2 separate regions of the Sus scrofa genome follow, and region 1 is linked to region 2. The links are chromatin contacts, called in public HiChIP or PLAC-seq maps. All regions are on one chromosome and are shown on one strand. Each heading gives the region's core, a stretch centred on a gene start, on an enhancer-like site or on the middle of the called end of the contact. The rest is flanking DNA. Distances are from core to core; before and after follow the strand shown.

Evidence for each region. HiChIP or PLAC-seq counts read pairs in DNA pulled down with a chosen protein or histone mark.
Region 1: a contact with region 2 is called in an H3K27ac HiChIP or PLAC-seq map of alveolar macrophages. The contact joins two enhancer-like sites. A contact is called at or near these places in 1 of 47 Hi-C or Micro-C datasets (embryonic fibroblasts) and 1 of 2 datasets of contacts at active chromatin or transcription factors (alveolar macrophages).

The regions. Positions count from the first base shown.
Region 1 is chr6:153,726,137-153,729,230 of Sscrofa11.1, reverse strand. No RefSeq gene overlaps it. Among named protein-coding and RNA genes, the nearest start is that of MYSM1, 28 kb to the left of the region's middle. Within about 2 kb of position 1,605, at least 1 of the 83 cell types and tissues checked has an H3K27ac peak or open chromatin away from gene starts, as enhancers often do. A contact at or near this core is called in alveolar macrophages, where this site is marked.
Region 2 is chr6:153,496,085-153,498,974 of Sscrofa11.1, reverse strand. No RefSeq gene overlaps it. Among named protein-coding and RNA genes, the nearest start is that of JUN, 190 kb to the left of the region's middle. Within about 2 kb of position 1,349, at least 7 of the 83 cell types and tissues checked have an H3K27ac peak or open chromatin away from gene starts, as enhancers often do. A contact at or near this core is called in alveolar macrophages, where this site is marked.

The DNA.
Region 1 (3,094 bases), core at 356-2,855, 230 kb before region 2:
CCTCAGTGTACTTCACGCATCTAGACTCCAAAGTACTTGAGTTTGTAACCTGAAGATTTTGGTTCACTGTCTTCATGTTACAGATGCAAAAAACAGCCTAATCAGAAGTGCTGTGCTCAAGGTCGCCATACAAGTGAGGCTCTGAGACGAGGCTAAATTCCAGGCCTCCCAACTCAAAGGGCTATAGGATTTCTCAGAAATGAAGATTGGTCCCCACTCCTGCCCATGCTTTAGTCAGGAAGCTTCAGGTCTTTCCTCCTCTTTCTCAGGAGGCTGATGTCCCCCAGCTGGTGGGAGGGGCCACAGGGAAGATCCAGACAGAATAAGCTGGAAGAAGATGCTCTAGAAGGCAGAAAGAGAGAGAACAGCCTCCCTTTTCTTTCTCCAGCTCCCAATTTCTTCCACTGATGGGCAGGACTTGACAGTACAGAGGCGGAGAGACTGAAAATTCCTGGGCTCTTGCTTCCTCATCGGTAACATGGAAGCACTATGACTTGGTGGAGGTTGTATGAGAGGTATTCATTCTCTGCGTAGAGCATCTGGGATCCACTCAGTTGTGACTGCCTACAAGATGTCAATGCTGAGGGCTCAGCTACGCCTGGAACATGGGGCATCCTTGGTGGATGCTGGCGTTACTGAGGAGAAACAGGACAGACAGGATCTTTGGTACCCAGTCCAGACTCTCTGCCTTTGGCTGCAGCCCCTCCACATTTCAATAGCTCTTTTCCTAAACGGGCAGTTCTCACGTTGGCTGCACATTAAAATATCCTGAGGTGCTTTTATAAATCTTGAGGCCCAGACTGCATCCCAAACCAAGTGAACAGAATTTCTAGGGGTGGGATCCAGTGATCAATGCCACAGCCCTTGGCCTCCTCCTTACCTGAGATCCACCCTGTGTATGAACTTCCCTTCCTACCACCTTACCCTTGCCCTTGGATCCTGGACAGATTAATTAAACCCTTCTGAGCCTTAACTTTTTTGGGGGGCTGCACCTGGGGCATATGGAAGTTTCCAGGCTAGGGGTCGAATCGGAGCTACAGCCTCTGGCCTACACCACAGTCACAGCAATGCCAAATCTGAGCTGAGTCTGCGACTCAGACCACAGCTCAGGGCAACGCCGGATCCTTAACTCATTGAGCGCGAGGGCAGGAATTGAACCCACTTCCTCTTGGTTCCTAGTTGGGTTCATTAACTGCTGAGTCCCAAAGGGAACTCTGAGCCTTGACTTTCTTATCAGGACAACAGGGGTGTAGGGGAGACAGTGGACAGCCTACCAGCATCCATTTCCTCCTTTTTCTTTCCAAGCAGAAGGCTGAGTTTGGAAGCTGACCAGCTCCAGGTGTAGGCCTGTTTGGCCCAAGGGTTGTCCAATTTTGCCAGTGATTGGTTTAGGAACAAGACTGTGGACCCAACTCTATTAAGTAAGATATGAGAGGAGGCTTCTAGGGAGTTTTCTGGCTCCTGAGAAAGAACAAGAAGAGCTTCTGTGTGGCATCTTGATCAGACTCTTGGACTGTTGCCACCATCCCGTAACCAGCCTGAGGATGAAGGCAGTGCAGGGGCATGGCACTGAAAGATGAATTCTGGGAGTTCCCATTTCGGTTCAGTGTAAACAAACCTGACTAATGTCCAAGAGGACATGAGTGGGATCCCTGGCCTTGCTCAGTGGGTTAAGGATCCGGTGTTGCTGTGAGCTGCATGGTAGGCTGGCAGCTACAGCCCCAATTCTACCCCTAGCCTAGGAACTTCCATATGTCACAAGTGTGGCAGAAAGAAAGAAAGAAAGGAAGGAAGGAAGGAAGGAAGGAAGGAAGGAAGGAAGGAAGGAAGGAAGGAAGGAAGGAAGAGATGAATTTTGGTTACCTGGAGTTTTTAGAAGATTAAGTCACAAGAATAAGAGTAGAAAACCAGCATTTACTGAGTCCCTATCATGCTCCAGGCTCTGTATTAAGTCTATCATGATAGGTCCTATTTCATGTAATTCTGACATTATGGTGGGTGGGCATTATAAAGTACTCAGCCTGTAGAGTTGGATCAGTTGATTTTAATTTTAGCTTCAACATTTAGGCAAATGCGTGACACTCTCTAAACCTCAGTTTTCTCATCTGTGAAATGAGACGAATGGAACCTACACATCATGGGACTGTTGGAAGGACTAAATGAAATAATGCATGTGGGAGTTCCTGTCGTGGCTCAGTGGAAATGAATCTGACTGGTATCTGTGAGGGTGCAGGTTCGATCCCTGGCCTTACTCAGTGGGTTAAGGATCGGGCATTGCCATGAGCTGTGCTGTAGGTTGCAGATGCAGTTGGGATCTGGCATTGCTGTGGCTGGGGTATAGGCCGGAGTCTGCAGCTCCAATTAGACCCCTAGCCTGGGAACTTCCACATGCCTTGGGTGTGGCCCTAAAAAAAAAAAAAAAGACAAAAAAAGAAATAATGCATGAAAACCAGGTGTTATTTATTTTTTAAATCAACTTTGTAAGGTAGTTATTATTATTATTATTATCATTATTTACTTTTTACATATGAATAAAGTGAGAATCACAAAGCCCACTGACTGAACCAAGATCCCACGATATACAAGCAGTGGAGTTGGGATTGAAACCCAAGACCTCACTCCTAATCTACCGCTTGTGCCTCTTTCCACTCCTCTCCTGCTTTCCATACTCAGTTGAGGAAATCTCAACAATTCCCTGCAGTAAGCAGTGCAAAGGGAATTCTTCCACAAACACAGGTTTGCAAGCAAACTGGGTGAAAGTGAGAAGCCAGACCTGCCTGAGGCATGGGTGTAACCGAAGAGCTGTGAAAGGTGAGGATCCCCGTGCAGCAGAACACTTTCAGGTTTGCAAATAACAAAGGACCATAAGATCATAGACTCTTAGGGTTCAAAGAATCTTCAGAAATCATATAACCCAACCCAAGCTGTGCGGGAATTTCTGCTTTCCTCCCTCTTGAGGTAACAGGATTCCTACTTTCCAGAGGAGGCCATTTCAAATTCTTAAAAGTTAAAACAATTGGTTGACATTTGCCTCCCTAGAACTTCCACCTCTTGGTTCTAGGAGTACCAATTGGTTCTCGGAGTACCAGTTTCC
Region 2 (2,890 bases), core at 100-2,599:
AAAACAAAGTCTGCTTTAAATTAGAGAGAACAAAGTTTTACATCTGACGTTCAAGTTTCCCATTCTTCCTAATTTGTAGGCTGAGTTTTTAAAACTCTAAATATTTGTCTTATTTCTAAGACTGTTTTCTTCAAGTCTTAGGGATTCTGCTGGGAAGCCAACCAGAGTCCCGGGCTCAAGCTAAGTTGGGTGGTGGTGCTTGGAAGTTTTCTGCTTTCTGGATTTGGTGAGAGACTTACATTAGATGGCAGTGGAAACTTCCACAAACTGTCCCCAGACAGAGGTCTCTCCTGAATGTGGAGGTCCAGTGTCCAAGAACCTTAGCCATGTTGTCTGTTCTCTTTCCTGGACCCTCCTGCTGTTCATGGCATGAATCTTGCATGGCAGCCATGCTGAATTAACTCTAAATCTATGACCTGCTTTTGTACATGATGTTTGCTCTTCTTGGAACTCCTTTCCCACACCTCCTCTGATCTCAGAAATCTCCTACTTAATCCTCAAAACCCAGTGTGAACTGAGAACTTGTGTTCCTCTGGGACAAGGCTGTCAAGGGGCCTGTGGTTAACGGCTCTGTGTCCTCTTCTAGCAATTTGCCCCTTTCTTATCATAAGTGTTCTTGTATTTCACCTGGGACCTCCTTCGGAGTAAGGGCAATGCCATCTTTAGGCTGCAGCGGTGTAGGACCTGGTCTTCAGCAGGTTCTCAATGAATGATAGATTCAAAGAGCAGTACTGACGTTTAACCTTTGTGTGCAAATGAACAGGGAGCCTGGTACTTAGCGGGAAGAGCCGAGGAAGAGGGGTGTGTGGACTGCTCCCTAGGAGACCTTTGGGCCAATCTGGTCCAGCCCCTGTGATTTTGTATCTGAGAAAGTGGGAGTTTAGGGACATCCCCCGTGGCTCTATGTGTAGCTGGCAGAGTGGAGGTCGCCTGCCTCTCAAGCCCTTGCCCACCTGTAGCATCACCATCATCACCCTTGCCCTCCTGAGAATGAGCTGCAGCAAAGACACAGCTGGAGGTGTGGGGAAAGGCATCCAGGGAAAAGATCCTGGGAGTGAGCAAAAACCACGGATTGTGACCCGTGCCTGCCAGGCAGCCTGGAGGATGCTGATAAGGAGAAGGCCATGGGGTGGGGGGAGATAGGGAAACGCTCTGGAGTGGAGACTTAGGCTTTTCAGGCAAGTTCCACTGGCCTGAGTCAGCACAGAATCTAGGAAAACGTGCTACAGAACTGTCCCCAAATCAAAGGCTTTTGGCTGCTGGCAGCCAGGCATCAGCCAGACAGACGTTAAGGAAAGGGGACATTGCAAAAAAATATCTCTAGTAGGAGGAAGTGGTTTGAGTTTCCTGCTTGAAAGAGGACACTTCATTTAAATAGAATTAAGTAGAATTTCAGGGAATAGGGAAGTATCCTGAGTCTACTGCTTGGACCTTGAATTCTGCTTCTTGCAGAGAAGGATTCAGAAATGGCCTCCCGGGGAACCAGAGGGAGGTTTTTAGCAAAGACTCTCAACCCAGGATGGGAATGGATGTGAGAGAATATACTTCTACCTGTTGGGCCCTGTTCTGTGCTGGACATTTACCTCAGTTAGTCCTCTTGACATTCTCCCCAAATCCTGGTAGAAACTCAGGTGCTCAGAGGAGAAGCCATTTACCACAGAAGACCCAGCCAGGCAGATCCACTCCCCAGGCGGCTGCTGATGCAGAGCTTTCTCCCAAAGCCAGCAGACGATCCCTGCACCCTTTGGACCTCAATCTAAGTGAGCTTCTTTCTCTTTTTTTTTAAGGGCTGCACCCCTGGCATATGAAAGTTCCCAGGCTAGGGATTGAATAGGAGCTGCAGCAGGCAGCTTGTGCCACAGCCACAGCAACGTGGGATCTGAACTGTGTCTGTGCACAGCTCATAGCAACACCTGATCCTTAACCCACTAGGCTGGCCCAGGGATCGAACCCACATCCTCATGGATACTAGCTGGGTTTGTAACCTGCTGAGCCACAACAGGAACTCCCATAAGTGAGCTTCTCTTACCTATGTGCAGACAGTTACCAGGCCAGTCCCTTTCCCTGCTTTGCAAAGCTCAGCTTTGCCCAGCTCACCTCTTTCAACAGACCCTGGGGAGGTTAGACTAGGAGTCTGAGGAAAGGCCCTGGTTGCATTCAGTTCTGTCTCCCTGGTACCCACCCAGGGGGCAGGGTAGATGCTCTGGAATAAGGGCTCCCATGGGTGCCAGGATCTTTCCTCATAATAATAGCTCATTTCATTCTCACACCAAACCAGTGAGGTAGGTCTCATCTTCCCCATGTTTGGAGATGGGAAAGCTGAGGCTCAAGAAGGGAAGTAATTTTCTCAGTTGATTGTAATTTTTTAAAATAAAGGTATTCCCTGAGTCTGGTATAGGTAAGATGTTTTGGGACACTTGGGCAAGAAGTATCATATGTATTTGTCACTTGTCCCTAGGTATCTCTGGGGGATTTGTTCCAGGACTCTCATGGATATCAAAATCTGCAGATGCCAAGTTCCTTATACAAAAGGGTGTCGTGTTTGTGTATAACCTACTCACATCCTCCTGTCTACTTCTCCTATGTAGATAATCATCTCTAGATTATTTAAATAGCTAATGCAGTGTAAATGCTATGTAAATAGTTGGAAATGCAATGTAAATGCTATGCAAATAGTTGCCGGTATACAGTAAATTCAAGTTTTGCTTTTTGGAACTTTCTGGAATCTTCCCCCTCCGCCCCCCGTAAGTTTTCGCGTGCTGCCATTGGTTGGATCTGTGGAACCCAGGGATACGGAAATCTGACTGCACTTCTAATTCACATCAGTCTGGATTGCCACTGCCTCTCCCCCCCACGCCCTGCATTTGGCAGGAAATTTCATCTCAGCTCT